Regions from separate parts of the Neogale vison genome. Here region 1 is linked to region 2. The links are chromatin contacts, called in public Hi-C maps. All regions are on one chromosome and are shown on one strand. The core of a region is the stretch at or near the end of the contact, and the rest is flanking DNA. Distances in the headings are between cores, read along the strand shown. Region 1 holds the start of KLF13 (Krueppel-like factor 13). Region 2 overlaps OTUD7A (OTU domain-containing protein 7A).

Region 1 (5,221 bases), core at 916-3,415, 140 kb after region 2:
CCAAATTTACCAGGAGAAAGGGGTCTTTCAGCTCCAGGGTCTTGAGGAATGCCGTTTTTACGCCAGTCTTTTAACCAGTTTCTGTACTGCCTTATAAATGTGAAGTCTAAATCGTTGGTAACAAGGCAACTTTATTTATACGGGTTTTTAACCTGGTCCAAATGTGGAAGAATTAAGTGTAACAGAAGAGTTGGCGTGAGCCCAGGAAAAATACACAATTCTTTAGACCAAACTGGGAGAGAAAGGTTGCATCCCACCGTTGTGTTTAAGAAAACGAAAAACCACCAACGACGAGGTTCCGGGCCCATGGGAAGGGGAGGGCTGCCCGGGGGTCGGGGGTCAGGCGATGGTCCTCTGAGACCGACCGCCCCCCGTGCAGGTGCCGCCCGGCAGGTGAGAACAGCGCAGAGAAGAGGGCGGCGCGGAGGAACCGGCTGTGGAGTGGGCGCTCCTTTCCGGAGAAAGCGCCCCCGGGCCTAAGAGCCCTCTCGGGTCGGGCGCGCCCCCGCTGGCCGGATGGGCGGGGCTCCCACAAAGAGCCTCCGGCGGAGAACCCGGACCGCCCCCCGCCTAGGCCGCTGCTGGCTCTGGTTTCGACAAATTAAACCTTAGAACGCTGGAAAAATTACAGGAAGAGGAGAGCGAAGAATGTGCCGAGTGGCTGGAGGGAGCCCTGTCCCCGCGTGAACTTCGCCCGCCGCTCGCCCGGGCCGGGCCCGGCCGGGCGGGCCCCTCCCCTCCCGAGAGCGCGCTAGGCCGGCGGGGGAGGGGCCGGGGCGAGGACACCCCTCCCCCGCGGCCCCGAGGCGCCCCCGCCGCCCAGCTCCCCGAGCAGCACGCGAGGTCCCCACCCAGTTCGCCCGCACCTGCCCGCGCAGCAGCCCCCCTGCCCCCCGCGGGGTCTACGCCCGCAGCCCCGATGACGACATCCGCCCCCGCGGCCCCGCCCGAGAGTGCCCAGGGAGGGGGCGTGCCCGGCGGGGGCGCGGTCGCCGGGCGGGCGCCGGCTCCCAGCTCCCGAACCCGCCTCGCTCCGCGCGCGGGGCCGACCACTGGACCGTGTGGCGGGGGAAGGGGCGAGGCCCCGACCGTTCCCCGCCCGACCGCCCCTCCCGCCCCGCCGGCAGCTCCGGGGGCGTGGCCCGGTGGCTGGCGCTGTCCCCGTCCGCGCGCTCGGGGCGCCCGGGCGGCCCTACTGACCTGTGTGAGTTCTCAGGTGCGCCTTGAGGTGCGAGGATTTCCCGTAAACTTTCTCGCAGCCCGCGTAGTGGCACTTGTGCTTTCTCTGCGGGGACTCGAGGTCGGCGCGACTTCGGCCCCGCCGGCCCCTTTGTCTGAGGCCGGGTTCGCCGCTCCCCGCGGGCCCTGGCTCCCGCTCCGGCTCCAGCCCCGCCTCGAGCTCGGCCTCGGGCTCGCTCCACGCGGGGCTGAGGGGCGCGGCCGCAGCACCTTCGCCGCCAGGGGAGGCCGGCTCGGGGGCGGGTGGCGGCGCTGGCGGCAGGCGGCAGGGGGTCCTCGCCTTCCGGGCCGCGGCGCCCTCTCTGCGCTCCGCCGGGACGGGCGCCGGCGCTTGCTGGTTGAGGTCCGCCAAGATCCGCGCCACCACGAAGAGCGAGGCACTGTCCTTGCCGTCGCGGCGCTCCTCGACGCGGGGCAGCGTGGCGGCGACAGCGGTGGCCGCGCCCTCGGGTCCGGGCTCCGGACCCTCCCGCGGCCCGTGCACGACCGCGCGGCTCGACATGGACACGAGGCACTCGGCGGCGAAGTGGTCCACATAGGCGGCGGCTGCCATGCTGCGGGCTCCGGCCGGCGGGCCGGCGGCACTGCTGGTCGCTGCGAGTCGTCAGCGGCGCATCCGCACCCACGGCCTCCCGAGAGCGGGCGGGGGGCGGGGGCGCGGCGCGCCCTCTCCTCGGGCTGGGCTGGGCGCGCAGCCGCCTCTGCCGTCACCCGCGCGGCTCCGCGTCCGCAAGGCGCCCGCCCGGCCGGGCACCAAAGAGTGAACGCATGGAGGGTGCGGGCCAGTGGGGTCCCCGCGCGGCGTCAGGGGCGGCCTGTCCTAAGGATGCCGAGCAGCGACGTTAGGGACTACCTCGCCAAGTCGCGGCCGCAGCCTCGCCGCGCATTGTGGCAGGCGGGACAGCCGCCGTGCGCGCCGCGGCTCGGTGTGGGCGGCCCGGCCCCGGGGGTGGGCGGGGCCGGGGCCACATCTGGACCCGACGTCAGCCCCCAGCCACATCCTGGCGGCGCAGGTTACAGGCGGCGGCGGCCGCGGGGAACTGCGCGCGCGGAGGGGGCGGGGATCCCAGAGCGCGCATCATCAGGATAGAGCGGTCGCGCGCCCGCGGCTGAGGAGGGGGCGTGGCCTAGGACAGGGGCTGACGCCGTTGGTTCGTCGGTAGGCCGTCGGACCAATCCAGGCGGCCAGAGGGGCCGACCCGGCCTGGGGGCCCGTGCTCGCCAATGGGCGTGCCCTCTTGGCCCGCGGGAGGAGGAGCGGAAATTTGAGCCGAGAGCCGGGCACGCTGACGCAGGACGTCCGAGGGCGGCGGACCGGGGCGTGGCTGCGCGGGGACCGCTCCCCACCCCACCCCACCCCACCCGACCCCACCCCCCTAGCAGCGGGGAGCCCGCGGGGCATTTTCTTGCCAGGGCTTCTGTACGGTGACAGCCTCGAACCCTGGAGTGGAAGCGAGCGCTTGGGAGGGCGCCCCTTTGTCCCTCCGTCCCCGCCTGTGAGGGGCGCCGGGGATGGGCGCGCCTCCGTGGGGGCTCGCCTCCGCTTCTCTCTTTCCTTCCAGAGCGGCATTTGCACGGCGGGGAGGCGTGTCCGCTCCGGCTGGGCGTGGGGCTGCCGGCCTGGCCTGGGGGAGGAACAACTCCCCGGGCACCCCGCCGTAGCAGGGTTCCTAGGTGGCCGCACCTCGAGGCGCAGGCCGCTCGCCCCCCTCCATGCCCTCTCCCTCTGCTCAGCTCCGGACCTCGGTGCGGCCCGGCTGGGAGCGAGGTCACGGGTGGGGCGAGGCCGCTCCCGCAGGAAGGACCGGCTGATTTCCCGACCCAGCAGCCGGAGACCCCGAGGGGATCGCGCTGCGGGTGAGACTGTGTCGGCCGGAGTCGGACACAGTGGCTAACCTGCCAGCGTGGGTGACGTGCCCACCGCGTACTGTGCTTGCAGGAGTGAACTACGTGCTGGTGCAACCGGCGCCGCTGTTCAGGGAACGCGGGGCCCCTTCCTCCTCCCCGCCCCGGCCTGCTGCCAACAACTTCTCCAGGCTGCCCCTCTCCCAAGGCGGTGGGGAAGGCTTCAAACGCCACCAGCTGCGAGGACCCCGCCCACCGCGCCCCACCCACCCTCTGTCTGGGCCTCCCGAAGGAAATACTCCCCGGCGCCCAGCCCGCGTACTCCTTGTCCCGGCCCTGCCAACTTGCCCCTGACTCTCACCGGCGCCCCCACCCTCATCCCCTCGGCCCCACCATCCTTCTGCAGGCCTAGACCATCTCTGGAGAGGCCAGTATATTACTTTCTACTGCTTCGGAATCAAGCGCCGCAAGACCCTTTCCGGACCCTCGCCGGCAGCCCCTGAACCGGAAGGCGGAGGCCTGGGTCAGCCCGCTGGGTGGTTTGCCTTCATGGACGGTTTGCACGTGTCCGCCGGCCGCAAGGGGACCCTGCTGGGTGACTGGGTGATGGCAGCCCAGGCACTCAAACCCTACGGACCTGAGAAGAGGGCTGGGTGGGGCGAGGTCGTCCTGTGCACAAAATTAAGAGCGGCCATTTCTCACCAAATTAATTTGAGGCCTGGGTAGGAAAAAACCGTCTTTCCAGGTAACGAAGAAGGAACTGAGAGAGACGTTCTCTGTTACCTGCTAGGAGGAACCGTAAACTGGCATGGATGATTGATCACCCTGGGTGTCTGTAACCGAAACTCTAAATAAACTCCCCTCTCCCTGATCAAGTTGGTGCCCTGTGGGAAGACTACTAGCCTGCTTCCCTGTGGTGGGCTCTGTAAGGGCCATCTGGGTCAGGGCCCTCTAAGAGGGTCTCCTGCAGGAAGGAATCATTCTGTCAGGCAGATTGTGTTGATGACATTTAAAAGATTTGTGTTCTGACCAAATAATGATGCAGAATGTTCCTGTAGTCCCACCACGTGCTGCAGTCAGTCACTTACCAGCACCCATCCCCTCTCTATTCCCCTCCAGCTGGGGTGGGGGATTCTGCCCCAGTCTTTGAGAGTCCACATCTCTTGGCTTTCTCCATGATCCCTGCTGGGATACTACTCCCCCCACCCCACCCCCACAGCCCGCACACTCACACTGGCCATCCTCCTACAGGTATGCACTATTCTAGGCATTGGGCCACACAGCCATGGACAAGACACCCCCTCTGGGTGAGGGGAGGTCAGCCTGGGTCAAGGGTCCTCTGCATTGCCACACACCCCACCTCCATCCACAGCCCAGAGCAGTCCCTAGGCCTCTCCATGAGTGCTGAGTGCTGTCTCCCTAGGAGTTTCAGGAGTGCCCTGTGGCATTCCAGATGCAAAACTCAGCCCCTTGGCTGGTTTCTCACCCATCTGGTGATCACTGAAGGCCTCAGACCCTGCAGCCTTTACCATGTAGAAGTAGGTTCCAGTATCCAGAGATTCATTTCTCTTCCCCAGAGCTGTGAGTCCATGTTTTTCTTGCTAACCAGAATTCTGGCAGAGGTAGCTCATTGTATATACGAGGGTGAGTGGGGGGCGAGTATCAGGTGGAAGGCACAGAATATAAAAAAGCAGGAAGATCAGATGAAGTAGATGAAGATGTGCCTAGGGAGTAAAGAGGTTCAGGACTGGGGTTTCTGGTAAAGATGGTGGACTGGCTCTTCATTTCCGGAGCCTCCCGGAACAACAGTAAGTTTGTTTGTTGTAAGACAGAAATTGCCAAGGATGGAGAGAGCAAGGGAAGAAGTAACAACACCACAATTTTTGAAGCTACAATACTTAGCAGACCGGAGAAAATGAAATCATGAAATGAGAGCCAGGAATATACCTTGGAATATCCAGAAACGTCACGAATAGGTGGCACTAGGTACCTCTGGACGTGAATGTGAATGAGAGGCTAACCTAAGAATAAACTGGAAGGCTCGGTTAAGAGGTACAGAGTTGCCCAGATCCTCTCCCTAACTCTGTGCAGCCTTCCCCATCCTGACAAAAGACTGATGGTTATTATCTAAAGAAGG
Region 2 (5,761 bases), core at 1,844-4,343:
AAATAAGTACTGAAAATATGTCCAGGCGGGTTTGAGATAGTGTCTGTATGTTTTCAGGTTAAACAGGAGATCCATTTCAGGGAAAACAAAACAAAACAACAATTTGCCTGCTTATTTTGAAAAGCATTTGCTGTTCCTGACATTGCCACCAGAGGGCAAGTTGCCCATCACTACATATCTCACAGGGTGAGGCCAGGTTTCCAATTGGGAAAAGTGAATGTGTAAAGTGGGAGGCAGAGGCATCCAAAGCAGCTAATGCTTGCAGGGAGGGCCTGTTCTCAAGGCCTTCCCGGCCTGTGCAGCTATGCTTTGGTCTCTCATTCCCTCTGGCCCTTGCCCTCACCCACATGCCTCAGTTGTACCCTCTGCAGAGAAGAAAGATGCCTTTCATTGCAAGCACGCATGTCCCTAGAGCCTCTCTGAGTACCTGGTCCTCACCCCACCAACATTTATGCTGAGAGGCGCCCAAGACCCTGCTAAGTGGTCAGCTTCTAGCAACTTCGGGTGAGTCCAACCTTCTGCTCAGCAGGGCGCAACCCAGGGAGTCAGTTCCAATCCAAAGACTGAGGATAAAAATTCCCAGGAGCCCCGTGGTAGGGAGTTGAGGCTGAGGGGCATATGGATCTGTACTACATTAGTTGGTTTATCTGAAACAAATAAACCAAAATCATAGGGAGAGAAGTTTGGTTCTCATACAAACAAAGTCTAAAACGGGTGTTCCTGAGTGGCAAGTAGATCTTCTCCAAGTGGGGGAGTCAGAAGCTCCCCCCTGCCATCTTCTAGCACCATCCTTTTCAGCATACAGGAGGATGGGGAGGGGTGTGGGGGTAAGGCCGCCCACACCTAACCACACTGCCCAGCACCTCCCACAGAGCTTCTGCTGTCATGCCATCCGTACAGCCCGAGCACATGTTAAGTGCTGGGGGCTGGGAAGTGTAGCCATGGCTGTGTGGACACCTCCCAGCAGCACCCCTCCCCCGGGAAGGGAATGGACAGCCAGACCCAAATTGCCCAAGTTGTACTGCAGTAACTACTTCCAACAGGTTATTGCTCTAGGAAAATATTTTCCAGATTTGTATGATTTTAAAAGTCACAGAGGATGCTTAATAAAGGATGCTTCGTTCCTTTTCCTGGACATTCTGGTTTGGCCATCTGCCTGGGGGCCTGGAATCAGTGCCTTTATCAAGCACTCCAGAGAGCTATGCTGCCCTAGCTAGTGTTTACAGAAGGATCCATTGCCATCCCCACCCCCTCCCAGTGGATGGGAAGCCAGGCCAACTCTCTCTCTGATTCGTGTTGAGTTGTGGAACTGTGGGAAAGACTTCTGGTCATGGCCAGAGGGAGGCAGGTCCTGAAGAAGCCCTGCATGCAGCCCTCCCTGAGTGTGACTACCCAGCCACTCAGTCCTGGGAGGGGCAGCCTGTGGGTCATGGCCATGTCAAGGCAGAACCCAGCCGCCTATGGCGGGGGCAGACCAAGCCTCCCTGGGCCGACCAAACCAGAGCACAGTACTGCCTGTCCCCAGCCACTTTAAACAGAAACACCCCCACCCCCCACCCCCAGCAAAACAGTGTTTCCTTTATCTGGGAGTGGAGGGTTATTTGTGCTCCTGTTTTCTCTCAGCATCACTGGAGGGCAGCAGTGAGTCAGTGTTTGCAGTTTTTTATTAGAAAGTCAACTCTTAATAGTATTCAGTCATAGATTTTATTTACTTATTTGCTTTTTTGTTCTTTCCGTGACACCCTTGCCATGAATCATGGGAAATGACACCAGGCTCAAGGCCACGGGGTGGCGATGGGGAGGAGGAGGGAGCGGCAGAGTGAGGAGGCGGAGGTAGGGTAAACCCAGGGGAGGAGCAAGCTGTTTAAGCTGTTCTCTTGTTCTCACTGGGCGCTGGGTCCCACAGCAGCTCAGAAGCTTCTTTCTAGCAGATCGAGGCAAACCCTGTGAACACCCCACTCCGCCCCAGCCTTTCTGAGATGGGCCAAGACTTTCCCCAGGTGGGCGTTTCACTCCGGAGCGTTTGTGATGAATGGATCCCTGGGTGCGGGCCAGTCTGTCCTCGCTGCAGTTTCCTCCTACACGTTACTTCCTCAGAAGCCTCCCTAACCCGCCCTAAAAGGCTTGCCATAGCTCCCCCACCCCGGAGTCTGCGGTTCACGCTGCAGGGTACTTGTCACCACCTGAGATTATGAGATTTTTTGGTTACCTGGGAGCGCCTCATGGGAGCTCCCCTCCCCGCCCCCCCCAACTAATACAGAATTATTGAATGAGTTCACAAGTGAGCAGATTGGCGGGCAGCCCTTCCTTGCCTAATTTGTACACTCTGAGGTGACCAAGAGCCCGGCTTGGGTCCTTCCTCCGAAATAACAGAAACAGCAATAGGTTTGGGGTTGGGTTTTTTTTTTTTGTTTTGTTTGTTTGTTTGTTTTGTTTTTTTGTCTGCTGCCCAACCGCGGTACCTCCCTTCTGACAGACCCAAATCGTTAGCAGAGCCCGGGTGAGGTCTCCAACTGCTCTTCCACGCCCACAATAAATATGAAGTATTTTAAACTCCGCGTAGTGGTTTTGACACCTGTGCTCTTAACGCTCCTGCTGGCACAGATGGTCTGTGTTCGTCTCCACGCGGTTTCCTTAATTAAGGAGACACCTGGCCTTGGAACTCCCTTTTCTGGCCTCCCTGGGGGTTGCTGGGGCCTGGAGCCTCTCAGCCCGCCCGTGGGCCACCTGGCACCGCGTCTCTCTCTTCTGTTCCAGCCGTGATCCCCCTGACGGATTCGGAGCACAAGCTGCTGCCTCTGCACTTTGCCGTGGACCCCGGGAAGGACTGGGAGTGGGGCAAGGACGACAACGATAACGCCCGGCTGGCCCAGTGAGCCCTTCCCCGTGCCCCTCCCCCAACGCCCCGGAGGGCTGCCGTCGCCCGGTTCCCCGGCGTGGGCTGGGCCGCCGGTGCTCCTCCCGAGACAGCTGGCGTGCCCGGGGGCGGGGTGCGTGCGGGCGAGCGCGGGCCCGCTGGGGCGCGTTTCAGTCGGTCTTCTTCTTTCACCAGCCTGATCCTGTCGCTCGAAGCCAAGCTGAACCTTCTGCACAGCTACATGAATGTGACGTGGATCCGGATCCCCTCGGAGACCCGGGTGAGCCTGGCACGTGCCCGGCCCCGACCAGCTGGTTGGGTCCTGGCCGCTCACTCGCCGCCCGCGCGGTGGGGGGGCGCAGCCTGCAAACGCTGGCCCCGGGCTGGTCTCCCCAGCGCCCGCCCGGCCGCCCCCACCCATCCTGCCTGGCTCCGGCGAGAGGGGGCTCGGGTTGAGCTGGAGCGTGTGTGCCCGCGTGCTTGTGTGTCGTACGTAGGCGCGCGCTCCGGCTAGGGAGGTGGTTGGTGGGGATTTTTTTTTTTTTTTTTTTTTTTGGTCCCTTTATTTTCTCCAGAAGGAGAGGAATAAACACACCCACTCAGAAAACAAACCGTAGGCAAGTCACAACACAAAACTATCTCTACCGAGATCGGAACACGATGTGCTGCAGCGGAGCAGAATTAATTATAAACTGTGTGTGGGTCCTTGGAAAAGTCAGAGAACCGGGAGCGCCATTCCTCAGCGCCCCCTCTTTCTCTCCGCCTTCTCGATCCTCTGGGAGGGCAGTGAGAAGAGGAGCTGCCCGCCCCCACAGGGCTCCTCCCCCAGGGAGAGTCTGTTCTGTCCCTGCTTCGAGATGCTAAGGATTCACTTTGAATGTCTGATGTTTTTGTTATCTCAATAGTGAACCCTCAGTGAAAGGGATTCGTATTATATTAAAAAAAAAAAAGACCCCCTTATACATCACTATAGTTGGCCAATGGCCATGAGGTGGGGCTCATAAGCAATATTAAAAGGGCGAGTGAGGAAGGCAGTAGGGCGGTGCCTGGCACAGAGTCGGTAGCCAGGCTATGCCAGGCCCTGCTCAGGATGTTTTCATACATCAGCCTTTACTTTTATTTAATCTTCGTAAGACTCCTGGAGGCAGGTACTGATACCCATTATACTGAGGACACAAAGGGACAGCTGGTGACAGCCTGGCTCCAGAGTCCAGCCTCTTAACCTCCACAGTGACCTGTCAACTGCCTGGATGATGCCTGTGTTGCTGGGGGTGTTCTTTCCTAGCACACACATATGGTGTGAAGACAGCAACTCTAGATCTAGAACCGGGAGGCTCTTGGTCTGGGACACAGCTCAGCATTGCAATGAGCAGGACCCCCTGCCAAGCCATGGCGGCCCCCATGTCAGATTTAGGGCGCAGCAACAACCCTTCCACCCCGAGGACATTTCAGCCAGGGCTCCTTCTTCACTAAGCTCCCACCAATGGCCACTGCCAGCACCAAGCACAGCCCCTTTCCTGGGCTAAACCCCTGAGCTTCTGCTCTTCTGTGTCACTGAGAAACCATTTTGAGACCTCTACCTCCTTCCAGACCCAGGACAGGGTGGGAAGAGGAAGAAAGGAATTCAGACTGGGAGGTGGTGAGGACTGGCTCCTGCTTGCTTCTGGGGACTTGGTTGCAGGAGGTCTCTTGGACCCCTCTCTTGGACTTGCTTGGGGGAGGGAGAGGACAACAATAAAATGACAGAACAATGGGGCCTTCTCCCAGGATCTTCCCCTAGAGGCGAGGAAAAGTCCATTTCCGGGTGAGCAACAGCTCCAGCCACTCAGCCTCTAGTAGGTTCCTGCTGTTCACCCAATGATGCTATGGGAATTCTCTCTCCTCCCTCAAGAAGGAGCCTCCACAACGCAGCAGTAGGTTGCACTCACTGCCTTTCTCAGGCTCTCCACCTCCCTCATGGTCCTCCAGGTGCCCACACCGGCCTTGCCCTCCTTACTGGCTGACCGGGAGCCTTATCCAAGGTGGTCACAGTGATGCTCCCTCCTCACACCCTAGGAGACCTTTTTCTGGGAGTGCATCTTTCCTGCTAAGTGCAGGTCCTGCTTCAGAATCCTCAGTTTAACACTCTGCATTGTCTATCTGTGGAAAGGAAACCCTAGAGTAAAATGGTCATCCTTGGAACTAAGGGCATATTTGTTCCAATGTGAGGGCAAGAGGTCTATCCCCTGCCTGGAATGAATAGGTGAGACACCCTTTTTAGGAGAGACACCTACAGATGCGGGTGAAGTGTGATCCTTTCCAGAAGGCCTCTCGCCTTCTAGAGGACAGCTGGGACCTGTGTCTGGTCATAGACCAGCCTCACCAGGGCTAGAAGGGCAGAATCTGGGCATGGTAATTCTAAAATGTGAGGCTCTGGAACACAGAGCCAGATGGGTATCTTCATTTTGCCCAAACTCCCCGCCTCGGCGTTCCAGGCTACCAGCAACCTGAGCTCATCAAAAGGCATCCTGAATTGGGGCAGTGGGATCCCAAGGCCCCACCTTAGCAGACCGGGAGCCAGGGTGGTGCCTTTGTTGGTCCCACATGAGGATGGCTCTTATCTAAACATCTTCCTTCTTTCCCTGACCCTCTCCGGCTACAGGCCCCTCTGGCACAACCGGAATCCCCAACAGCCTCCGTGGGGGAGGACGTGCAGTCCCTGGCCGACTCCCTGGACTCGGATAGGGACTCGGTGTGCAGCAATTCCAACAGCAATAATGGCAAGAACGGCAAGGACAAGGAGAAGGAGAAGCAGCGCAAAGAGAAGGACAAGACCCGCGCGGACTCCGTGGCCAACAAGCTGGGTAGCTTCAGCAAGACGCTGGGCATCAAGCTAAAGAAAAACATGGGCGGCCTGGGCGGCCT

Evidence for each region. A called contact is a pair of places that touch in the nucleus more often than the background predicts.
Region 1: a contact with region 2 is called in a Hi-C map of fibroblasts, with 5 times the contacts expected there. The contact joins the promoter of KLF13 here to the enhancer-like site in region 2. A contact is called at or near these places in 2 of 3 Hi-C or Micro-C datasets (fibroblasts and muscle).

What each region holds. Positions count from the first base shown.
Region 1 is chr13:131,573,927-131,579,147 of ASM_NN_V1, forward strand. It overlaps KLF13 (Krueppel-like factor 13), which reads right to left and starts at 2,166. Exons shown (of 2, transcript XM_044230770.1): 1 at 1,201-2,166. The coding sequence starts at 1,792.
Region 2 is chr13:131,431,103-131,436,863 of ASM_NN_V1, forward strand. OTUD7A (OTU domain-containing protein 7A) reads left to right here. Exons shown (of 15, transcript XM_044229897.1): 13 at 2,758-2,872; 14 at 3,053-3,137; 15 at 5,499-5,761. Among named protein-coding and RNA genes, the nearest start is that of KLF13, 140 kb to the right of the region's middle. Within about 2 kb of position 3,094, the one cell type or tissue checked has open chromatin away from gene starts, as enhancers often do. A contact at or near this core is called in fibroblasts, where this site is marked.